Regions from separate parts of the Sus scrofa genome. Here all the other regions are linked to region 1. Evidence: chromatin contacts called from public Hi-C and HiChIP or PLAC-seq data. All regions are on one chromosome and are shown on one strand. The core of a region is the stretch at or near the end of the contact, and the rest is flanking DNA. Distances in the headings are between cores, read along the strand shown. Region 1 holds the start of TFPI2 (tissue factor pathway inhibitor 2). Region 2 overlaps LOC102163402 (a long non-coding RNA gene). Region 3 overlaps GNGT1 (guanine nucleotide-binding protein G(T) subunit gamma-T1).

Region 1 (3,108 bases), core at 548-3,047:
TTTTATTTCATAGATATTTATGAGTGCCTACTTTCCAGATCTTATCCTTAGCATTGAGGTGCAATGATGAGTATGGCAGGTAAGTTTTCTGTTCTCAAAGAGCTTATATAATAGTGAGAGGATCAGATAAGTAAAACAAAACTAATAAGCACAGTGATTTCAAATGATAAATGAGGAGTTTCCATTGTGGCTCATTGAGTTAAGGACCCAATGTTATCTCTATGAGCATGTCGGTTCAATCCCTGGTCTGGTTCTGGCATTGCCACAAGCTGTGGCATAATTCACAGATATGGCTCAGATCTGGTGTTGCTCTGGCTGTGGTGTAGGCTGTAGTTGGCAGCTCTGATTTGACCCCTTGCGCCTGGGAACTTCCATATGCCCCAGGTGTGGACGTAAAAAGAAAAAAAAAAGGAAAAAAAATTATAAACGCTATAAGGGTAGTTTGTAGTACCATGAAGTCATAGGAAACCTTGAATCCCTTCAACCTTTAACTGGCAGGCAGAGGAGAAGGATAGACTGATTGAGGAGTCAACTAAATCAGGAAAAAGGGAAAAAAAAAGGGCATCATAAAAACTAAAAAAAAAAAAAAGTATTTCGAGGATAACAAAAGATTTGAAATTGTTAAATATTGCTGAGGGGTTAGACAAAATGTAAATGGAAAAATGTGGTTTCCGGCTGCTTTGTCATATGCATTGAGAGGTCCGGTAAGATGAGGCAACATGATGAGTTGCCCCTGAAAAGAGTACTTTCTGTCCTTCCTCTTTCCGGTATGAAAGTTTATTGAGTGGAATGTGGGGGAAGAGGGAGATAAGGAAGTGGAAGCAGATAGTGAAGATAATATTTCTGATAAGTTTTGCTAGAAAAAGGAGCAATGAAGTGGGGCCCTAACAGAAGAAATGTAAAGTCAAATATGAACTTTTAAGTTTGGGATGAAAAAAAAAAAATCAGAGATAGAGCATTCCAAATGGAAACTTAAAACCTGTGCTGCAGGGTAAGAGAGAGGCAGCACAGAGGAGTGAGAAGAGTGAGAGGAGTGAGAGGAGTGAGAAGAGAGCAGCCTTTGAGAAGATAAGAGAAGGACTCAAAGCCCTAGCCAAGGAGTTTGACTGACTGGACCAGGACATGACCTTCATTGTGAGAGAAAGGAAGAGAGAGAATACAGGGGATTCAGTTGACCAATAGAATAACTCCCCCTTCTCTGTCTGGTTCAGCATATCTATCTCAGGCTGGTGTACTCAACTTTCTTCTAACATAGACCTTTCAGTTCAACTCAGTTTTTCCCTCAGTTAATAGTCAATACGAGGGAAAAATAGAGGGAGTGCTAGGAGATGTATGCCCCTTTCAAACCATAGCTAATGCCTCCTCCTGCCCCCAAATGGCAGGTTGTCCCTCCTGTGTGATTTAAGATGCAAAAGCTTTTACACATAGAGCTAGAACAAATGAACATTTGGTGGGCTTACGACAGTTTATAATGTATAACACACATGAGATTTGGACTAGAGTATAAAAATGACAAGACTTTTGCATGAAAGGGTATCTTTACACTTGAAAGGTCAAGATCCATTACTTTCTGCTAAATATAACTCTGAAAATAAGGTCTTTAGTGATTACCTCTCTCAATCTTCTAATCTGATTATCAACCTTGGCAGATGTTTCTCTTAGAGCATTAGAGCAGTGTATTTCAATTGTAGCTATCTGTTAGTCCTCAATTATAAACTTTATGTTTGAGGGAAAAGGAAATCTGAGATAGAGCTGTTCAGGTACTGAACTAAGGTCGTGAGCACATGTTCTATATGATGAGCCTGATTTGGGTCCCCACTGTCGTGGAAGAAAAGGATGTGTGCACGGTGAGTGAGACCAGAGGACCAGAATACAGACTGCCTGGGCTAGTTGTATAGCTTTGAGCAAGTCATGTATCTGTGTAAAGCTTCAGCTTCCTTATTTGCAGAATGGGGAGGAGAATAAAGTATCTCCCTCAAGTGGTTATTGTGGGGGATTTAATAGCAAATGAATGTAAAGTACAATGCAAACTCTCAATAAACATTTTTTGCAGCACTTAGTTATTGCTATTGAGGTTTCTACATGGCATATGAGAGTTAGGGGAAATTTTCCTTTTCTTCCCCCATTTTTAACATGATAACTCTCTAGAGAATTGGTAAACTAGAATTTCTGGGTTGGCAATGAGGCTGCACTGTGTGGAAAAGGTCTTGGATAAAATAGTCCAAAATTTGTTCCAACCTTCTGGGTGCCCTAGATAATTAAATGTGTAGCAACCTGAGCTAGAGAAGTGATAGTTTGTATCCTAAGTAGGCATGACATCTGAGGGAACATATATCTAGGAAGAAGAGAAAGGGGGTCTCTGAGATTCTGCCCTACTGTGAAAGGTAATGCTTTGCCATAACTATAGCTCCTAAAAATACCAACCAAAGCAACTAGCTGACAAAGGAAAGAATCTGTGTCCCACAGACACAGAAGTTGTAATGTGAGATGTGTTCACGTGGCTTGGTTTTTAGTGTGAATTGAGCTCTTTGCTTAAATTTTACTTCCTACTCCATAATCCCACAGAACCTGGTACATATTTTGAATATTATACTAAGAACAGTATATTGCAGCTGGGTTATACAGTGTCTATCTCTTTACCCTATTTTGCTGTGAGATCCCAAATGTGATTATTCATCTTTGTATCCCATATGCACACAAAGTTGGGCACATTTTAAATGTTTAATCTGTTTATCTTTCATTATTTAAGTCAGGCTCCTGGTCTCTAATCTATACTGAGTCAGGAGAGAGTCGGGGAGGGGCTAGGAATCTACATTTCTAAGTTGCTCCCCAGGGGCTCTTGTATACACACACCCTGGGCTGAGAACCCTTCTATGGAAGTTCCCAGGGGTCGAACTGGAGCTACAGCTGCCAGATCTGAGCCCTCATCTGTGACCTACACCACAGCTCAAGGCAAGGCCAGATCCTTGACCCACTGAGTGAGAGTCGGGTTCGTTTCCACTGAGCCACGATGGGGACTCCTTAATCTGCTTATCTTTTAAATAGGTGAATAAACAAATGACTATGGCAAGAGATACATTATATACTCCATAATCTTGTTCTGCCTGG
Region 2 (3,187 bases), core at 537-3,036, 190 kb before region 1:
ATGGAGAAGAGATGTGTAGTGGTGTGAATCTGAAAGGGCTTACTAGTCACGAGAAGTGCTGCTGGAGAGTCAGGGATGAGGGCTGGGAGAACATTCTGGTCAGAAAAAAAAATATATGTGTGTGTGTGTGTGTGTGTGTGTGTGTGTGTGTGTGTGTGTGTGTGTGTATACACATATATATATGTGCAAGTCCAGGGTCATATAATCTCTGCCTAACTTTCCTGTGCTCACTGACTCCCACCTCATCCAGGCATTTTGAGGGGGGATTTCCACACAGGTCCTTGAGAATAAGATTTCCCAGCTAAAAATAGCTTATTGGTCCCCTAACTGCTAAGGAAACCTCTTCTTCTTGCTTCCTTCCCTTCCTCTCATTCTCCTAACTTTTTCACTTCTAACCTTTGCCCCATTCCTTTGTGTCCTGTTTCCCCTTTCCTTTGCCCTAAGTTCCCCATGCCATCCTTATCCTCACAGACTAAGGGGACAGGGCATGGGGGGGTCATCGAGGTTTTCCATACACCCAAGTGCTTTGGAGTTGGTCTTCTGTATGGCTCTCCTGACTCCCTCTCTTCTCTGTGCCTGGCATAACAGAAGCTCTGAGAGTCAACGTGGTTGCAACATGACATAAGTGTGAGTCAAAAATGTTCATTTTCCACCTTCGTATTTTGCCTCTGCAAAATGTAAACCTTTCCTCGTTCACCTCACCACCACCCCCTAAAAATCTGCATCAAGCTCACGTGCATCTTCAACTCTCTCCTCTTTAACTGCCCCAAATGGAACTTTCCACAGTGTTTTGGCTTCCCTGAAGGTCTGAGGATCTAGTGCATGGCTTTAGTTTTATAATAAAAGGGTGATAAAATGTCTTTTTTTTTTTTTTTTCACCTTCTCCGCCAGCTTGTTCAGATTTGGCTCTCTTATCTTCCCTTGTATCTTAGTAAGATTTCCCTCCAGACATTTCTTTAAATGACTTGACAATAACCCTGCTATCTTCTAAGAACCTAACATCACTTTGGCTGCTTTAGAAAAAATGTGTCTGTTTTTCCATCTCATTAAGAAGCATCTTGCAATCTCTCTGAAAACACAAGAAAGGGATACACAGAGGGCCTCCCAGAATATGAAAGTCCCATTGAAATTAAATACAGCCCATTAGTGTTTTTTAATGACATCAAAGTGTTATCCATGCATTTAAAATATGTTCCATTTTGTTTGGGATATGGGTAGGGTATGATGTAAAAGCAAACATATTTGCTTCTTGGTTTATCATAGGAATCAGAAAAGAAGAGGAGAAAAGGGAAGAAAGGATGGCTCTGATTCTTTTAATCTCAGGTTATTTCTGAAATGACAAAATGATCTTTCAACATTCTCAGGACTCTCTTCCTGTTGCGACTGTTTCGCTGCTCTCAGGGGTGACTTGCCCAGGAAAGCATCCCTTTCGGTCTCTGTGGCTACCAAGCTGAGGCAGACATGGCCACAAGGTGTCACTATTGCTAAAATAGATCTCCACCTACAGATTCTGAAGTGATTATCCATCTATAATGTAGCTTTCCTTTTGTTCTAAGTAGGGTCTTTGGGAGAGGCACTTTTTGATCGGCAGTTATTAGTTGCCTCCTTCACTTCAAACACATTGTGACCCTGAGTGAGGCTCGGGTTTCTAATCTGGAAATTGGATAGAAGAAAACAATTCCTGTTTTTTAGAAAAGTTGTCAGCTTTAAAGTAGAAAACCTTGTATAGGTGAGTTTCACAGGCAGCACTGAGTAAGCTCTCAACAAAGGTTAGCTCCCTTAACTCAGAAGTGAGGGATTTGCTTGGCTGGTAGGAGTGGGCGAGAGGCTGGTACGTTTTGAGGCTGCCTTCCTTCCTACCGTCCTTCCTTTCTTTCAATTTTAAAGCTGCAAAACACCATCTGGTACAGAGTTCTGGCTATTGTTAACAGCCATGCCATTTAAAAATCATTTGAGAAAAGCTAAATACTATAGCTTCCTCTGACAGAGTCAAAATAGTAAAGTCATATTAAAGTATCTAAGGGGTCCTGTTATAAAGAAACCTGTCTAATTGGTCTCTTTTGTTGAACCCAAAGTTCCCTAAATTTCTTTGAGACAAGAATTTTTTTTATTATCATCCGGACTCGGAAACTTTAGTCTGGATTAAGTTCTTAGTTTGTACAGATGAGAAAAGAGAAACCCAGAGAGTAAGGTTTGGTTCACAAAACACATCTTGGAAGGGGCAGAGATGGTCTGGAAGCCCTGCTGTGTTAGAGTGGTTTTTACCAGCTCACAAGAACCAGTTGTGCTCATTTCTTTCCAATCTTGTGTTTAGTGATAACCAGGTTAGCTTGCCTGACATGCAGCAAGCCAGAGGCTGAGAGGCACGGGTTTACAGCCAAGGACGAGTTGATTCACAAGTCAGCCGAGCAAGGAGATGAGAGAACAAATACCAGAACTGCCTCCCTGAAGGTCAAGGGGTTGGGATATTAATGGGATGAGCAGGACGGTCTTAGGAGTAGGGAAGGTGACTGGAGGCAGGGAAGGGGAGGAAACAGCTGTCCTGCACAGGTGCTCTGGGCCTTGTGCATTCAACATGGAGGTGCTTAGCATGACCCAAGGGTGGGGTTCCCAGCCCTCACATCGAAAGGCCATTCATTGGACATCAGGCCCAGTTTTAGGGCCTGTTTTAGGCTCAGGGGTCTCAACCAGTCCCCAGACAGCCTGCACAGGGCAGGAGTTAACTCCAAGTTCCTATGAAACAACTGGGCTGTGTGAAGCTAGGAAGATGTGCAATTAAATAGAGGAAAGAAAGAAAGAAAAAACTAAAGTGAACTTAATCAATGAAGGCAGTTTACAAGCAGAGGCATTTACAAGCAAAGGGGGATTGCCTTATTTGTTATTCTGTAAGTCAAGTTCAAGAATTTCTATTAGTTATCACTTCTGTTAACTCTATGGAGCATGGTTTCAAGGTTAAAAGCTTGAAATCAGCCTCGGTGGGAATATCTACAGAAACTGTCAAACATTACACTTTTTTTTTTTTTCCCCAGAGGAAAGGTTTATCAGCACACCACTCTTAGAACCCAGGTGTTCAGATGCCCAAACCCATATTTTGGTGATATTTTCAGCCTCCAAGTTACCCTGAAGCAGATATTTTGGCAGAAGAATGTCAAAAACTCAGAATATTAAATGTGCATCCATACATATA
Region 3 (3,153 bases), core at 338-2,837, 250 kb after region 1:
ATGACAAATTTGAAAATGCATTTTCTATACTCTAGCAATTCCCTGTTAGAGACTCTTTCACACATGTACACAAGGAGACGTACACAAATCCTCACTGCAGCATAGAGTCAGGCTGTTAACAATCGAAATATCCTTCAATTCAATGATGGATAAATAAACTGCACTCTATTCATCTATGTAAGAGTGGTATCAACATGGATGAATCTCAAAAAATTTAATTTGATTAAAAAGCAAGTTGTTAGAGCAAACACTAAGTATGAGACCATATTTATATGAAATAGGCATCATAACAACATATGAAGTAAAAATTTATGTGGGAAGATAAACACTAAATTCTGGAGAAAGACTGGAGAAGAATAAATAGGAATGAGATCAGGATGATACACGCAGGGATTTCCAGCAGTGATTTTTTTAAAAATAAATATATATATGACAAAATGTTATGGCTGAAGGATGAATGATGATAGACAGATGGATCAAAATTTTCATAATGTAAAAAAATCTTGAAATATGAAAAAGTATTTTCTAAACTTCTAATAATTTTTAAATGGAACTAAATGGAATTAAATTACCTGGTGCATATTAGTTAATAAAGTCTCACTTTATTGTACTAATTGAGGATAATCTATTATTACTAAACTGTCAAAGTTCTATTGGGGGTCATTTGTTTGATCATAATTTCATGAGGAAAAGAACTCTAACACTAGACCTATACCTAACAATTAATCAAACCAAGGTACAGTTGAACCAGTCATTTTAGCTCTCTGCAAGATCAATACTGATCACTTCAATACTGATTGGAATACAAGGTCAGATATAGATTGCGAAGCTGGAGAAAATGATTGGTTCACCTGGTTCTATAACCAGTGTAGAAGTGGCCCAAGGAAAGTGAAACCACAAAATCCTTCCAAAGTGGCAGATGAATTAAATTAATTTAGAATCCCACCCTTCAACTTTTCTTTGATTATTAATCCTCACTTTACTTCCTGGAAATTGTTTTTAATTCTGCCATTTTGGCTCAGAAATGACAACATCATTTCTGAAGGTTTCCTGTACCTATTTTCCAAAGAGCAGTTCTGACCTACTTAGGCAATACAATAAAGGGAATTTAGCTTCCCCATGCTGAATTGAGAATCAGAACTTAGGAGTTCCCCAGTGGTCTAGCAGGTTAAGGATCTCACATTTTCACTGCTGTGGCTTGGGTCACAGCGGTGGCATAGGTTCGATCCCCAGGCCAGGAACTTCCACATGTATGGGAATAGCACCTGCCCCCCCCCAAAAAAATTCAGAATTTAAATCCAGAGAAGGCAGATCTGATAGACTGTTGCGTGAGAAAGAACAAGAATGTAATATGCTGAAATTTTATAACAAACTATATTATTATCTAATATACATCTTCCTGAAATTTGAAATCTTTATAATAAATGGATGCCTTTAATACCCTGTGGCATATGAAAATGTTGATTCATTCTATATGATTATAATTCATTACTAGAATTGGAATGCTTCGACAGTATGCCTGTGAAATATAAATAAAGGCAGTGTATGCTTTCATGGACATTTAAAATGCAGTAGGTAAAAATATTACTCAGCCTTCTCTTATTATCTCTTTAAGCCAGCCCCCATATTGACACATGGAATTGTGGAAGCAATCATCTGTGGTCAGCTAAGGAGATTGAAAACACAATTTGAGTTCCCAAAGCAGAAGAATTCTAAATATCCAATATCTAATATTCTGCTAACAAGTAATGCCATCCAATTCATATCGTAGAGGTATATACATACATAATATCTGATATTCTGTAAAGTGTAGCAAGCAGTCTTTACCATAAGGAAGAGCAAAATTATTTTTGAAAACTTTTTTTCCTCCAAGTTGGAGAAAAGAAGTACAATATCCTTACGGAACTCTCGGCATCTAAGCCTCGTCGCAGCGACATGGGAGAGGCAATCTGAGCATGCCTGCAAAGGAAAGGCTGTAGATCCCATTATTCATGGATACCACCTGCTGGTAGACACGCGGCGTTGCTACACAGAGAGGGGCACAGAGGGGAAATACACAAAGAAATGGAAAGACCAGAGTATACTATACTGAATAGAGAAATAGTGATGCTTAGAAAAGAGTGATGAAATTAAGTAGGCTTTTAGAGCAAACTGGTGACAACATCTCATTTCTTCAAGGACTTTTCTAACAAGTTTCTGCGTTTTGACTTGAAACGTCTATAGGAGTTGACAGGTAGTCTGTGGCTCCACTTTATAATTACTAATGATTTTATATAAATCCAAGATTTATAGCTATTAATTCTTATATCTAGAGCAATGATTCTCAAAGGAGACAATTTTGCCACTCGTCATTGGGAAATCTGTCAATGTCTGGAGGGAATTTTAGTTGTCACAATGGGGGAGGTGCTACTGACATCTAGTGGGTAGAGGCCAGGGGTGCTGCTCTACATCCTGCAATGCACAGGTGAGCCTTTACATCCAGCCCCAAATAAAATAGTGCCCACAAAAATAAATTACTACATACTTCCAACATCAAAAAAAATTAGTGAGAAATCCTGAATTGGAGGAAACAATTCAAAGATAAAAATGTACAAAACTAATGTTAAACCACAACACTTATACCTTCTGGCTTTTATTTTATTTAGTAAACATTTATGCAATGCTTATTATGCACCCAGTGCTCTTAAAGAGCTTTAAAAACATTAACATATTTTATTCTCACAGAAATCATAAGAGGTATATATTAATAATAATCCATTTTAAAAAGGGAATCTGAAACACAAGGAGGTTAAATAGCTTGTCCAAGTTGTCACAACTAGCATAATTTGAAACCAGGGAGCCTAAATTGTGAAACTTTGCTGATCACCTTTCAGCAGACATACTCTTTTAATTGAAGGAGATATCCAAGAGTAGGATTGCCATGTCAGTGATTCTGCTGCCCAGCCCAAGAGAGTCTGCCAGAACCTGATGAAGTCCATGTATTGACAGTCACTGCACTCTTTGATGTCCCTGTTTCGAGGCAGTAGGTTGGTATAGCAAGAAAAGAAAAACTTTGGATTTTAAAATTCAAAATATATGAGTTCAAACTCTACTTCTATTCCTAAACTCTATGGCCTTCACCAACTTTCTAAGCCTCAGGTTGCTTCTTGTAAA

What was found. Hi-C and Micro-C count contacts between places; a contact is called where the count stands out from the background. HiChIP or PLAC-seq counts read pairs in DNA pulled down with a chosen protein or histone mark.
Region 2: a contact with region 1 is called in an H3K27ac HiChIP or PLAC-seq map of alveolar macrophages. The contact joins the enhancer-like site here to the promoter of TFPI2 in region 1. A contact is called at or near these places in 1 of 5 promoter capture datasets (liver), 14 of 47 Hi-C or Micro-C datasets (alveolar macrophages, embryonic fibroblasts, epiblast stem cells and 9 more) and 2 of 2 datasets of contacts at active chromatin or transcription factors (alveolar macrophages and skeletal muscle).
Region 3: a contact with region 1 is called in a Hi-C map of omental adipose tissue, with 1.8 times the contacts expected there. The contact joins the enhancer-like site here to the promoter of TFPI2 in region 1. A contact is called at or near these places in 5 of 47 Hi-C or Micro-C datasets (embryonic fibroblasts, epiblast stem cells, fibroblasts and 2 more).

The regions. Positions count from the first base shown.
Region 1 is chr9:73,693,352-73,696,459 of Sscrofa11.1, reverse strand. TFPI2 (tissue factor pathway inhibitor 2) reads left to right here and starts at 1,797. Exons shown (of 6, transcript XM_005667609.2): 1 at 1,797-1,847. The coding sequence starts at 1,797. The region is part of intron 2 of GNGT1 (guanine nucleotide-binding protein G(T) subunit gamma-T1); the gene reads right to left.
Region 2 is chr9:73,883,585-73,886,771 of Sscrofa11.1, reverse strand. The region is part of intron 3 of LOC102163402 (a long non-coding RNA gene); the gene reads right to left. Among named protein-coding and RNA genes, the nearest start is that of BET1, 93 kb to the right of the region's middle. Within about 2 kb of position 1,786, at least 16 of the 83 cell types and tissues checked have an H3K27ac peak or open chromatin away from gene starts, as enhancers often do. A contact at or near this core is called in alveolar macrophages, mesenteric adipose tissue, omental adipose tissue and 3 more, where this site is marked.
Region 3 is chr9:73,446,630-73,449,782 of Sscrofa11.1, reverse strand. All of the region lies in intron 1 of GNGT1 (guanine nucleotide-binding protein G(T) subunit gamma-T1), which reads right to left. Among named protein-coding and RNA genes, the nearest start is that of GNGT1, 45 kb to the right of the region's middle. Within about 2 kb of position 1,587, at least 4 of the 83 cell types and tissues checked have an H3K27ac peak or open chromatin away from gene starts, as enhancers often do. A contact at or near this core is called in omental adipose tissue, where this site is marked.